Regions from separate parts of the Oryctolagus cuniculus genome. Here region 1 is linked to region 2. The links are chromatin contacts, called in public Micro-C maps. All regions are on one chromosome and are shown on one strand. The core of a region is the stretch at or near the end of the contact, and the rest is flanking DNA. Distances in the headings are between cores, read along the strand shown. Region 1 holds the start of SPRED1 (sprouty related EVH1 domain containing 1). Region 2 has its middle 120 kb from the start of SPRED1.

What was found. Hi-C and Micro-C count contacts between places; a contact is called where the count stands out from the background.
Region 1: a Micro-C map of ear pinna shows a contact between it and region 2, with 5 times the contacts expected there. The contact joins the promoter of SPRED1 here to the enhancer-like site in region 2. A contact is called at or near these places in 4 of 6 Hi-C or Micro-C datasets (ear pinna, psoas muscle, skin fibroblasts and 1 more).

Annotation. Positions count from the first base shown.
Region 1 is chr12:61,319,486-61,322,554 of mOryCun1.1, reverse strand. SPRED1 (sprouty related EVH1 domain containing 1) reads right to left here and starts at 1,736. Exons shown (of 7, transcript XM_008269229.4): 1 at 1,603-1,736. The coding sequence starts at 1,634.
Region 2 is chr12:61,197,589-61,200,627 of mOryCun1.1, reverse strand. No RefSeq gene overlaps it. Among named protein-coding and RNA genes, the nearest start is that of SPRED1, 120 kb to the left of the region's middle. Within about 2 kb of position 1,672, at least 6 of the 8 cell types and tissues checked have an H3K27ac peak or open chromatin away from gene starts, as enhancers often do. A contact at or near this core is called in ear pinna, where this site is marked.

The DNA.
Region 1 (3,069 bases), core at 487-2,986, 120 kb before region 2:
TGCGGAAGGCAGTGAGACAGTGTACTGCACTGTGAATGGACAGCCAGGTATTTTATGAATGGAGGCGATCACGTGATCCCAGCACCTCCCCGAACTGATATTTCCCACATAACCGTGTCAACATTCTGAGAACAGGGGTAGTTGTTTATGTGTGCGTATGTTTTTTAAATTTAATCTGAAACTTCAAATTCTCCTTATTTCCTGAACTCAAACAGCTACACGAAGACAGACAAACAAGCTTCGAATTTTTCCTTGGGAAATTCTTTCAAGATGTCCAAGGTGATAGATGTTTAATTATTTTTTTTATGAATGAAGACTGTGCTATGCAAATGAGGGCGATTCACAAAAAGCGAGAGAACATGGCGGCCACTTCTGCTTCTAGGCTGCACTGACACTGCAGCAATCTACCTCCTTCTACACCCGCACATCAGAAGCTTGTGCTCTTAAAGCGGGTTGGGGGTTGGGGGTTGGGGGTAGACGCTACTTGGCATGTACGACAGACCTCGGCATTGGACTTTTAAAGCTTTTTCTCAAAAAGGTCTGACTTGAGGAATGCACTTTATTTAGAGGAATGCATCCTAAAGGCTAGTCCGAACTCACTTAACTCTTTCCAACCCGCCAAAGACAAACAAAACTTAAACTGAATGACAAGGAAACGGATGCTAACATCCTGCACGGAATTAAAACCCTTCTCCATAGAAAACCGTGCCCAACACCATTATTCCTCCAGGCAGCTGTTACGTTAAAGTCAAATGTTTAAAAAGGCAAATAGTTTGGAAAACATGGGGACATCCCAAAATAAGCAAAACTTAAGCCAGAATGCTCTAGAAGTTGATGAAGTCACCAACATGTTAAGCAACGTAAAATTCTGTTCAATTAACGGAAACCGGAGTATTTTAACACAACCCAAGGACAAAAATTAGAACTCCAAATTCTTCAATGTTCTTGATGAAGACACGTCCAATATTCCCAAAAGTAAACATAACAGCTCGACATCCCCCACACCCCAGGAGTCCTTAATCCTATTAAAGTCCAAAAATGTTTCCCTAACCCCATTTTTTTACAGGAATCTCACAGGTCACAAGTTTAAAAGGGGGAGTGGGGGTGGGGTGAAGGCTTAATAGGTATTTAAGAGTCATTGACTCATCGAATTAAGATTCAAGAGCAGTTTGCTACAGGAGGTGCTCCCACACATCAGTTTCCCAGTGAAATAGCCAGACAGGAAGCACGATGGATATATTCAAGATATGTTGGCTGACGATAAAACGAAAGAGGACAGGCCAAGGGTCTCCCAGGCGGAGGGGTCACTGCTACTGTCCCGATCCGTCCGCTTACTCCATCTCAGGGATGTACAACTGCCATCCCAACCCAACACTGAATCTGAATCCCCTTCCCCGACAGAAAGCAAGTTAACGCAGGGAGAGCGGAGGGCTGCTGCCATGAAATAAAATGGCTCAAGAAATCAGTTACATCCAGAAGCAGACGCACCGAACTCTCCAGGGGCGCAGGCTTTCGGGCGCCCGAGTCTCGAGGGGTCTGGGGCAGTGCAGACGAATGACTGGGGAGTGGGGGATTAGCAATCAAGATCAATGAGGCGCTTACTCGTTGTCAGAAGTCGCCGTCTCCTCGCTCATCTTTCCCTCAACGCGATCCGATCTGGAGATGGAGGAGCAACAGCAGGCAGGGGGGCAGCAGCAGCAGCACCGAGGGGCAGGAGGCAGCGGCGGCCGGGGGGGCGCGGGCGCAGCGGCTCAGGGGCCTCACCATGGTGGATGCCTCACCCGGAACGGTGCCCCCCCAGCCGGGAACCCCGGCCACCCCCGCAGGGGGGTGGCGGCAGCAACCTTCTCCGTGGCGACCCCAGCCTCTTCCCCTGCCTCAGCGCCCAGCCGAAGGATCCGAGGCGGCCAGGGGAGGGGAGGTAGGGGTGGGGGAAAAAAAAAAAAAAAAGAAGGTAAGGGGACTGCAAAGGCTGACTGGAGAGCTGCTCCTCCGGCCGCCGGGGTGGAGCGCCGCGGGGTCCGGCCAGGAAGGAGCGGGCGGGCGGGCGGAGAAGCCGGGAGCAGAGGCGGCGCTTCCCTCAGGGATGCGGCGAGGAGGAAGAAGAGCTGCGCCCGGTGGGGGCCGGCGGGGGAGTACCGAGCCCAGGCTGCGGGCGGCGGCGCGGTCCCGCCGGAGCCCACCCCACCATCTCCCGCCTCGCCGCTCTGGGCTGCCGCTCAGACCCCGGCGGCGCCTGGGTCGCTGCTGATCAGGCACGCACAGAAACGGGCGAGGGGCCCCACGGCGGCGGATTCCTCCAGACACGCTCCAGCCGGGACTCCTCCTGAGGGGGAGGAGGGGTGGCGGGGAGCGGGAGGCGAGGGGCAGGCGGGCCGGTGGCTCCCACCCGGGCCAGAGAGGAGCGAGCCGGCGGGCGGGCGCCGGGGAGGAAGGGGGACAAGGCGCCAAGGAGCAGCGGGAGGGGAGCGGAGCAGCCGCAGGTCCCCCGCCAGCCCGTGCCCACCGGCGGCTCCGCGGGCCAGCACCTCACGCCCGCTAGAGGGGAGCCGCGAGGGGGGCGGCGGAAGCGCTCACGCCGCCCGCTCCTTCCGCCGCCGCCGCCGCCGCCGCCGCTGCCCGAACCGGGGGCGCCCGCGGGAGAAGGAGGCGAAGTAGTCCCTCGCGACTTCTCCCGGTCGCTGGCTTCCCGCGGGGCTAGAGCAGGCGCAGGGCGGGGCTGCCGAGCTGGGCAGCCTGGGCTCTGAGGAGGTGTGGAGGGGAGGACTGAGAAGCTGCGGCCTGCGGGCGAATCACTGCAACTCGAAGTCGTGTGCAGCATAGCAAGTTTCAGGAAAGTAGTCCCCTCCTCCCTTCATTTCCCAAATCGTTGTCGAGCCGCTCGGGCGGGGAGAGGAGGAGGAGGAGGAGGAGGAGGAGGAGGGAGGCGGAGGGATACGCCATGCGCCGCGCTCAGTGTGCGTGCGCGCGCTCCAAACTCTTGGCACGCCGCGGAGGGGGCGGGGGTGGGAGCCGCGAGGGGAGCTGCGAGCGAGGGCGCATTGTTGCAGCGCGCTGCTTGCTCCCCGT
Region 2 (3,039 bases), core at 423-2,922:
GAGATCTGCCTTCTGCTACTTTACTTTCCAATGCCTGCAACAGCTGAGATTGGGCCAAGTCAAAGCCAGGAGCTGGGGGATTCAATCTGGGTCTCCTACATGGGTGGCAGGGACAGAGGAACTTGCACCATCATCTTCTGGAAGTTGGATCAGAAGTGGAGCGGGGACTTGCACTCAGGCACTCCACATGGAAAGGGGGTGACCCAAGCATCATCCTAACTGCTGTGCCAAGCCCAACCCCTATCCCCCACTTTGCATCTTCTGTTACACCATTTATCACAATGTTGTGTATAGACTGCATTCTCCCCAGGAGCTATGCTGAAACTCTGGAGGGAAGGCGTTGCATTTTGGCTCTCTTTGAGAGAATCCTAGGGATCTTTGTGCCAATGGGGAAGACCCTAGCCTGGGTTGTCAGATTGGTCAACAGGCTGACCAGTTTAATTCGACTCTCGGATAAACAATGAGTAATTGTTTGATATGTATGCTTCCCAAACATTGCAAGAAACATACTTATACCAATACCTTTAAAATGGGAAATTCACATTGAACTTACTACCTTATTATTTTTTTCTTTGCTAAGTCTGAGAACTTTAAAACCATGGACCTAAAAGCCAGTTCCTATACCCACTGGCAGTTAAATACAGTGACATGTGCAATGTCTAGTGCAAACCATGGCTGAAATTCCTGTCCCACCCTCATGGAGTTTCCCTTTAGTAGAGAACTCACAGAAACTATTTCTGGAAACAATATTTAACCCTCAAAAGCTACGTGTCTTTGATAAACAGGACATGACAAACTCCGTGTCTAAGGGCACAATTAAGCACTCAACTTCTGGAAGACAATAAATCTGACAGTGTATTCAGTTGTCCAATGATAAGAATATATTGAAGAGAGTACAGAAAGCTCGGTGGAAAACAACCACAATATTGAGTTCTGCATAACCTTGGTCAAATTGCTTAACTTTTCTGTACTTCCTTTTGAAAGTGCACATGGGGGAGGGTGTGCGGCCCAGCTCCGAGGGCAACCAAACTCTCTTGTCTAATGAAATGACTGTCAGGCTAACCTTGTAGCTTCACAATAGGCATTCAGATGAGGGCAGAGGCAAAAGTCGGGTCAGGGGCATTCATTACCACGTTTTCGGGTCTTATTGCAGGATGCAAAAACCTGGAATTGGAGCCAGGCAATTGCAAAAACGATTCCAGATCTGCATGGTAACAATTTAGCCCAACTTCCACTCCGCCTGAATTTTAGCAGCAGAGGAAGTTCTTTCCCTGGCGAGCTGCCTGCACCCCGCCTCCCTCAGCCCTGAGTTCCCCGGGCTCTCACTCCCCACATCTGTTTTCAAGCCATAGAGCATGGGGTCACAGCGTGGCGCAATACGCAGCATTAGCAGGCAGCATGAATCAGTGGTGAGCCTTTGATTTTAATTCCTTGCCTCTCCTCGAGAGGAAGTGTGGTCTAGTGGTTAACCCACTAAAAAACGCAGCTAAAAGGCAGCACTGCTGGTCCCCTCCATGCTCTGTTCTATTCTTGCTGGGACATCCTGTCCATCATACATTTTTTTCCCCCAACTTTGCTCTACCACGTTACTCCCTGAACTGGCTTGATCTTAAGATTCACTTGGGAATTGGTTAACTAATTCCCCATCCCAGAACCTCCCAAGGAACGGTCCAAGACAGGCGTCATCATCAGACTCACCAGCCTCAGTTTAACCATATGCTCCAAAGAGAAGAGGGCATTAGGGGAAACAGCAAGAGGACTGAGGTGGGAAGAGCTGGTCTCAGAGTTTCATATTTACCAGCTCACATGTAAAAGGCAAAGGCATAGCAGGAGACAGGCCCAGGTTCTGGTTCTGGCTGTGCAGCTAGGGCTGTGTGAGCTTGGGCAGGTCAGCGGACCCCTCCCAATTGCATTTTCATCATTTTAAAAAATAAAAGTGATTAGATCATCTCTTTGAGTTCTGTGAGTCAATGAATTATTTCTGCAATTTCACAGAAGTGCCAAGATGGACTCAGAACATCTCTTTTCCTGAAAATGACAGCGGGAGCAGTCACAGAGGTGTGGGCTGGCGTGTTTGGGGTTGTGGGAAGACAATGGAGAGGAGTGTGGTGGTGGTGGTTGGGGGCTGGGATGGGGGCTCGTTTGGGGCCCTGCAAGGAGATTTCCCCGCCCGCCTCTCTGGAGACCCTGCAGCTGGCCTACTTATGCAGAGGCCTTGGCTCCTCTTTCCTTTTTAAAAGCTTTTCTGACTCGAGCATTCCCCGGAGGAGCAGAGTCATCAGCTTGCAGAGAACTTGCACAGGCTTTCCTGAAATGAAGGCGGGGGGGGGGGGGGGGGGGCTGAGTGGATTAACGAGTGGGCTAGGGTTGGTTGCCAACAAAATGAGTCTTTCTGTGTGTGATAAACATACACCCATCAGCACACTGCTGGCTCCAGATAGGCCCAGCAAAACCCTTTGTCCCACTTCCACAATGTCTAGAATGTTCTTGGTAGTGGACTGGACATCCGCCTACTCATCTGTCTCTGGAGCACTTGGGCAAGTTTCCATCCCAGAACAAGGTGGGGGGGTTGTTAGGAGAAGGAGGAGTGAGTCATGATTGTAGGAAAAGGATGTCTTCCGAAGCCAACGCAGAACTAGCTTCCTAGAAACATCATGACAGGTCCCATAAAGCCCACGTTTGGTTCTAATTATAACATGCCCACATTCGAACATTTTTACAGTTTTCCCATGGTAACAACAGAGTTTCTGAGGAAGAGGACTTTGACTCAAATGTGCTCTATATGTCTCATAGTGGGAGCTGGTTGAAATTTTTTTAAAGCAGTTATTTTTTGCTCTTTTAACAAAAGAGATATCACTGGGTTGTCTATGCCAATTAACACATGTGTACATGAGGTTTAAGCACATTATTTAAAAAGGCCAAAATAAGCGATAGCTAATTAACAAGATATTTCTTAAAGGCCAAGGTAAGCAGTGTGAACAAAAATAAAAAAATAGAAATCCTAAATAAGTGAAATTTGTCTTTCCTCAACTTAAGACA